Linked DNA regions of Xenopus laevis: region 2 is linked to region 1. A link is a contact called in public Hi-C data. All regions are on one chromosome and are shown on one strand. The core of a region is the stretch at or near the end of the contact, and the rest is flanking DNA. Distances in the headings are between cores, read along the strand shown. Region 1 overlaps ssbp3.L (single stranded DNA binding protein 3 L homeolog). Region 2 has its middle 20 kb from the start of LOC108714336.

What was found. Hi-C and Micro-C count contacts between places; a contact is called where the count stands out from the background.
Region 2: a contact with region 1 is called in a Hi-C map of the XL177 cell line, with 5 times the contacts expected there. The contact joins two enhancer-like sites. A contact is called at or near these places in 3 of 4 Hi-C or Micro-C datasets (the XL177 cell line, the XTC cell line and animal cap).

What each region holds. Positions count from the first base shown.
Region 1 is chr4L:92,894,517-92,897,479 of Xenopus_laevis_v10.1, forward strand. ssbp3.L (single stranded DNA binding protein 3 L homeolog) reads right to left here. Exons shown (of 18, transcript NM_001086589.1): 5 at 1,052-1,141; 6 at 663-740; 7 at 113-172. Among protein-coding and RNA genes, the nearest start is that of ssbp3.L, 22 kb to the right of the region's middle. Within about 2 kb of position 1,460, at least 2 of the 7 cell types and tissues checked have an H3K27ac peak or open chromatin away from gene starts, as enhancers often do.
Region 2 is chr4L:92,949,223-92,952,185 of Xenopus_laevis_v10.1, forward strand. No RefSeq gene overlaps it. Among protein-coding and RNA genes, the nearest start is that of LOC108714336, 20 kb to the right of the region's middle. Within about 2 kb of position 1,484, at least 1 of the 7 cell types and tissues checked has an H3K27ac peak or open chromatin away from gene starts, as enhancers often do.

The DNA.
Region 1 (2,963 bases), core at 210-2,709:
AATTTGCTGTGAGACCCCATAGCATCTAGTTCCGCCACTGTATGCAGATATTAAATTAGGCCTATTTTTCTTTGATTCCTAATCTTTTTCATAGCAGTTGATGGCAACCTACCTGATTACCCATTCGTATGTGCGGTCTTGGCCCACCGGCATATCGAGGTGACATAAAAGGCTGTAACAAAATATAAAAATCAGAAATTCAATATTATATACCATTCCACTGAGGTTCAACCATTTTAATATGGTATGTAATCTGTTGTCCTGAAACCTATCCAAAAAACTCTGAATTGCAGGAAGACTTCCATGTCCAAGTCCAAGTTTAAACAAATAATACCAATTTCCTTAAAGTATTTCTTCTCTGTAATGATAAAATCATTAACTTGTACTTCATTCTGACTAAGCTGCATGAATCCATACTGGTGACAAATATCTGGTTTAATGTTGAAATGTTCTTTAGCAGACATACTGTATGGTGATCCAAATTATAGAAAGACTCCTTATATGGAAAACCCCAAGGCCCAAGCATTTCAGATAAAATTTCCAAAACGTATTAAAAAAATACAGACATGAATATGCCAGATGAGAATACTTCTTTACAGAGGATAAATAAATGGTAAATGCATCATATATTTTAAGTATACACTTAGCTGCCATGTAAGTACCTGACTGTGAGGTCCCATCATATTGGGGTTGTGAGGAGGAGGCTGTGAATGAGGTGATGGTTGTGACCCAGGAGGACCCTGCTGAAAAGAAGACACAAAATAAAAGGCTTGTAATTGCCTTAATTAACAGATGATAATTAGCCATTCGTTAAGTACTCGTTTGCAATTTATTTTCTAAATATTTAAGACATTCAAAGCAGTATTCTCACTTATAAAGAGCAGAGACTTCAGTCATACATAATGCTCCAGGAAATGGCTGAAGGAAAAGGGGTTTCTGGGAATGGTGTCTACATTACAGGGGTCATTCACAGAATTGCCTCTTTGGCATAAACACGGGAACCCCTGCAGCAATATTTACCTGTCGTACTTGCAAATGCCCTTAGCCTTACCTGGAAGAATCCTGGTGGAATTGGCCCTCCAGGCATCCCGTCATTTGGAGGAATGTTCCCAAGAACCGGGCTTGGAGCAGCTGCTGCACTCTGGGGATGAAAGGTGATGTGGTCATTAATTCAGCAAATTAAAAAAAACAAAAACCCTTATTTAACAGAGAACAGTAGAAACAGCAAAGCCTTTCAAAACACAAGTTTGATGCCTTGTTCTATGCCAGTGGTCCCCAACCAGTGGCTTATGAGCAACATGTTGATCACCAACAACCCACAAAAAATTATGAATATCTACGTGGACTGAAAACTACATACAACAGCAAAACCAGTTAAAAGTGAGCACTGTCTGGCCATCATAAGTTTGTGTGTGTATGTGTGGGGGGAGGGTGATGACAAAGGGTGACCCTTTGGTGAATGCATGCTAATTACTTAGTGGAAAGTTCTCCTGCTCTAAAAACAAGAAAGTACATAACAAAAAGGAACGCTTCCAACCACTTCTTGCTACAGCTCATAAAGATCCAGACTAATCAGGTTTGCATTATGTAAACAAGCTGAGAACATCCAGCACTGAAAGCATTTCTTGGTCTGGAAACACAGGCTAACCAGCAGGGGGAGAACACATATCTACTCACACCATACAATTTTGCCTGACATTGGTAAACTGGTGACTCTAAAGCAGTCTAGTCAAAATCATGTACAAGATATAAAACCAGAGTAATGTTAGTCCATTTAAAATGCATTTGTATATAAAAGTGACAAGGTCACTTTGGAAAGGTTAGTATACATGTTTTGCAGCTGGGTGGGTGGCTGGTTTTGATCTTATCCAAGGAGAGCAATCACAAAGAAGCATGACAATATCAGCAAGCCCCATCATATTCTACAGAGCAGTATGAAGGCACTGAAAGTAAAACACACCTGGCCCATACCAGCTTACAATCTAAAGGTATGGATAAGGGCAAAAAGTAGTCCAATACTCCCTCAGAACAGATATTGTAAAAGTGAATATTATGACACAAAGGAATTGAATGAAAAGTATAGTGTGATTGAAATTATTATAGACACCTGATTGGCAGATAGGTGTCACTAGATCTGGGCAAGTCTACACGTAATGGTTATGTTGGATTTGTTGCAAGGTTCGGTCAGAGCAACCTAAACTGAAAGTGATAACAGCCTTGTATAAAAGATTTGTATAAAGGGCAGTAAGAAGAGGCTTCCATGCAGACCACATCAGGATTAAGAGATAGGTCAAGACTATAAGGGACTCTGCAGGCAGGTGGGTTTAATTGGACTCCAACTAAGCCTTTTATCTCATTTAAGTAATCTCATCTTCATCCATCAGTGAGAGCTATGTTACCCGCTGTTCTATGGGCAGGGAGAGTTCCTTTAGTCACCAGTAAAAGGAATGGAGAATACACACTTTATCAGTATGGTTTTTCAGACTGTCACACTAGTAGCAAAATCCCATCAAACTCTAATCCCGAGTGACTAATTCAAAATAGAGAAACACATCATTGTAGGCTGATGCCTTTAGTTCTGAAAAGTGGAAACTGCCTCCTACAGCTCCTGAACTAGAAACACAGGAACTTAAGCTGGCCACAGACGCAAAGATCTGATCATACAAATCAACGTACGCTTGGACTTTCCCATCTCCCGACCTGCCACTAACCATAAAGATCAAAGTCTTACCATTCAGAAGTAGTAAGAACAGATCAGCCGATGTTCTGCCCCTGACAGCAATCGTACGATAGTTATGTCCGACAAAGCTAGTGACAGTCTCCCTCTGAAAATCGATCGGCAATACACGCAGAGATATTACCCGAGATATTACTCAGTTCTTTACAAGTCTGTTTGTGGGATCTGTGAATGCCTGCCATCTTGTGCTTTGGTTGAATACCAGCACCTCGAGCTGAAGGTCTGG
Region 2 (2,963 bases), core at 234-2,733, 55 kb after region 1:
TTTATAGAAATTTACCAAAGGAAATATAATGTAAAAAATTAGGGCATAATGACTCAGAAGAACCCTTCAGAGACCATGCAACCAGAATAAAAGGGGGGTTTCCTTCTCCCTTAAAACCTGTAATAGGCTCATTGGCTGGGCTAGAAATGCCTCTGATCACAGACTTCCATGTTTCACTGATCATAACATCAATGATGTCATGTCACTGGACCATCATGGCATGCTGCTCCTGGTCTTTGGTAATAGGACTATGGGACATAGACTGCATGCTAAACAATGGCTGCTTATGTAAGACTTAAGATGGCCATAGATGCAAAGATCCGATCGCAGGAATCCTCGATTCGTACGATTTTCTGACCGTGTGTGGAGAGTCTCAACAATTTTCGTCCCATGGAGATCGGTCGTTTGATCGATCGGACAGGTTAAAAGATTTCTGTCGGCTGTCGATAATATCTCTGCATGTATTGCCGATCGGACGATTTTCAGTGGGAGACTGTCACCAGCTTTGTCGGACATAACTTTTCGCTGTCAGGGGCAGAACATCGGCTGATCTGTTCTTTTACTACTTTATTTGATCTGAAAGGTCAGGAGATGGGGAAGTCCGATTGTTCGAGGATTCAAAGGATCGGATCTTTGCATCTATGTCCAGCTTAAAACTACAAAATTCATCATGTGTGTTTTTCCCCATGCATCATCTCCATGGTCAGCCTTGACCAGCATAAGCACAAATATTACAAATTACCTTGCATTGCACTGAGATGCCCTATACTGTACTTTTCATTTTCATAAACACTTACTGGGATACTCCTCTAGAGTGTAAGCTCTTCTAAGGAGTGTATTCTTCTCCATTTATCAGATGGTATTGGTTTGTTAATGTTCATCATATCCCCTCCTGCTATTGTGCTGTAAATAATTGGAAATACTTTATGAATCTCACATGTAAGTGACAACAATGCTTATTTGTAGTCTAATTGTATCTGCACTCACCTAAATACAATGGAATGTCTAAAGAATAAAATGACTTGTAGAAAAGGGGAATGCATGTATGGAAAAAATTTCCATTCATTCTTTCATAAATCTCCTGGTTTAGCCCAGCAGGTCAAGCTGAAGCTGTTAGCTCTGACCTAGGGGGGGAGGGGGGTCTGGTTAATGGAGACAATGAGGAGGATTAGCCTGTAGAACATCTCTATAGCGTAAATCACATGTACAAACACTTGGATATGCACAATAATACACTGCCTGCAAACCACTCACCAGCCAAGATTCAGCTTTTGGGTTCTGAGGTAAAAGCCCTCTCAGGGGTCATTTCTCTTTTTTTTTAAAACTTTAAACTGCATTCATTTATTTGTACCTCCTTGGTATGGAGAAAAAATGAATCAATTCCCTAGGCTTTTGGCTTATATTGATAAGATAAGCTGTGCTGCACTGATGCACCCAAGCATGGGTGAAACCTGTGTGTTGCTGGGATCTGATCAGCACGTACCTTAAGGTGGCCATACACTATTAGATCCACTTGTTTGGCTCCATATGCCCACTAACGGCTGGGTGATATTGGGTGAATACGAACATTCGGCCCTCTGATTACAATGCTGCGAATGGGCGCCAATGGGTTGCAGAACCGCATCAACTAGCGAATACGCTCCTGGATCGCAGAAAAAAAACCAAACTTGCCCAATCGATATCTGGCTGATTTTTGGCCCGTTGGGAGCCCCACACACGGGCAGATAAGCTTCCAAATCGGTCTAACAGGTACACTTAACATAAGCAGAGCATGGTCACATGTGTTTTAGATATTGTTTGCTGTTGTGCTAACAATTATATTTCATTAGAAGACGGCTGATTTAGTTAACATACTAAATGAAAAATATTCAGTTTGTGCCAAGCATTAGGAGGCGCATTTATCAAATGTCCAATTTCGAAAGCCTGTGTGCCTTGGAGAATTTTTACCTGACTATTTTTGTGAGGTGGCCGAGCCTCTACCATAGAGCATCAGACATCGCTTATTTTATTTAGGGTGTGCGAGAACAAGCTGTATTATCTATACTAGTTTTCTAAAACTCCCATAAAATTGGCCAATCGACATTTATTAATACAATCGAAATTTCTCCGCTCGGACAAATTTAATCAACCTGAAAACTCGAATGGAATTCAATTCAAATTAGAAAAACTCGAACTGAATTAAAAAAAACTCGATTCATTATCAAATGTCAGGAAGGCTGCAAACATCACCAAATTGATCCCAGGACCTCTCCCATTGACTTATACAGCAATTCAGCAAGTTTGAGGTGGTGAATTGTTGAATTTCGAGTTCTAAAAGGGCCAGAGTATGATAAATCTCAAAATTCGAATTAAAACTCGAAACGAGTTTGGATAATTCACAATTCGAATTTGAGAGGTCATTTCCACACTTAATAAATCTGCCCGAGAGCATTAATTTTGCAGTAGCACAGCTATGTACAGCATAACTAGGAAACATTTTCATATAAATAAGTCAACTGGACTTGCTGTATTTTTTCTTGAAGATGTTTAACCAGTCATCCAACTGGCTTTCTCAATTCATATATATATCTGTGACTTATTTCTACAGATATACAATGACCTGGATAAATGAGAATCTTCACAAACATTTTAATATAAATAACCCCAAAGTAAAACAGAAAATCAAAGCTCTTAACTGCCACCTACAGTGAAATTTGATCATAGCATGAGACAGGCCAGAGGAATTTTGTATTATATGATTCTTTTACATTGTGCACTTGCACCCCTTGGAGCCAATACACTTAGCGCTTGCACCCCAGCCTATGCTTTCTAAACACTTCTTGCTTTACGTGAGTGCCTACCTCATCTGTTTTTGGTTATATTGTAAGAGATAACATTAAAAATTATGGAAAAATAAAAAGGAAGTATGTAGGTCCCCATTTTCCCTAATAATTTTGCCATTATTAAAACACAAATATGTAGAA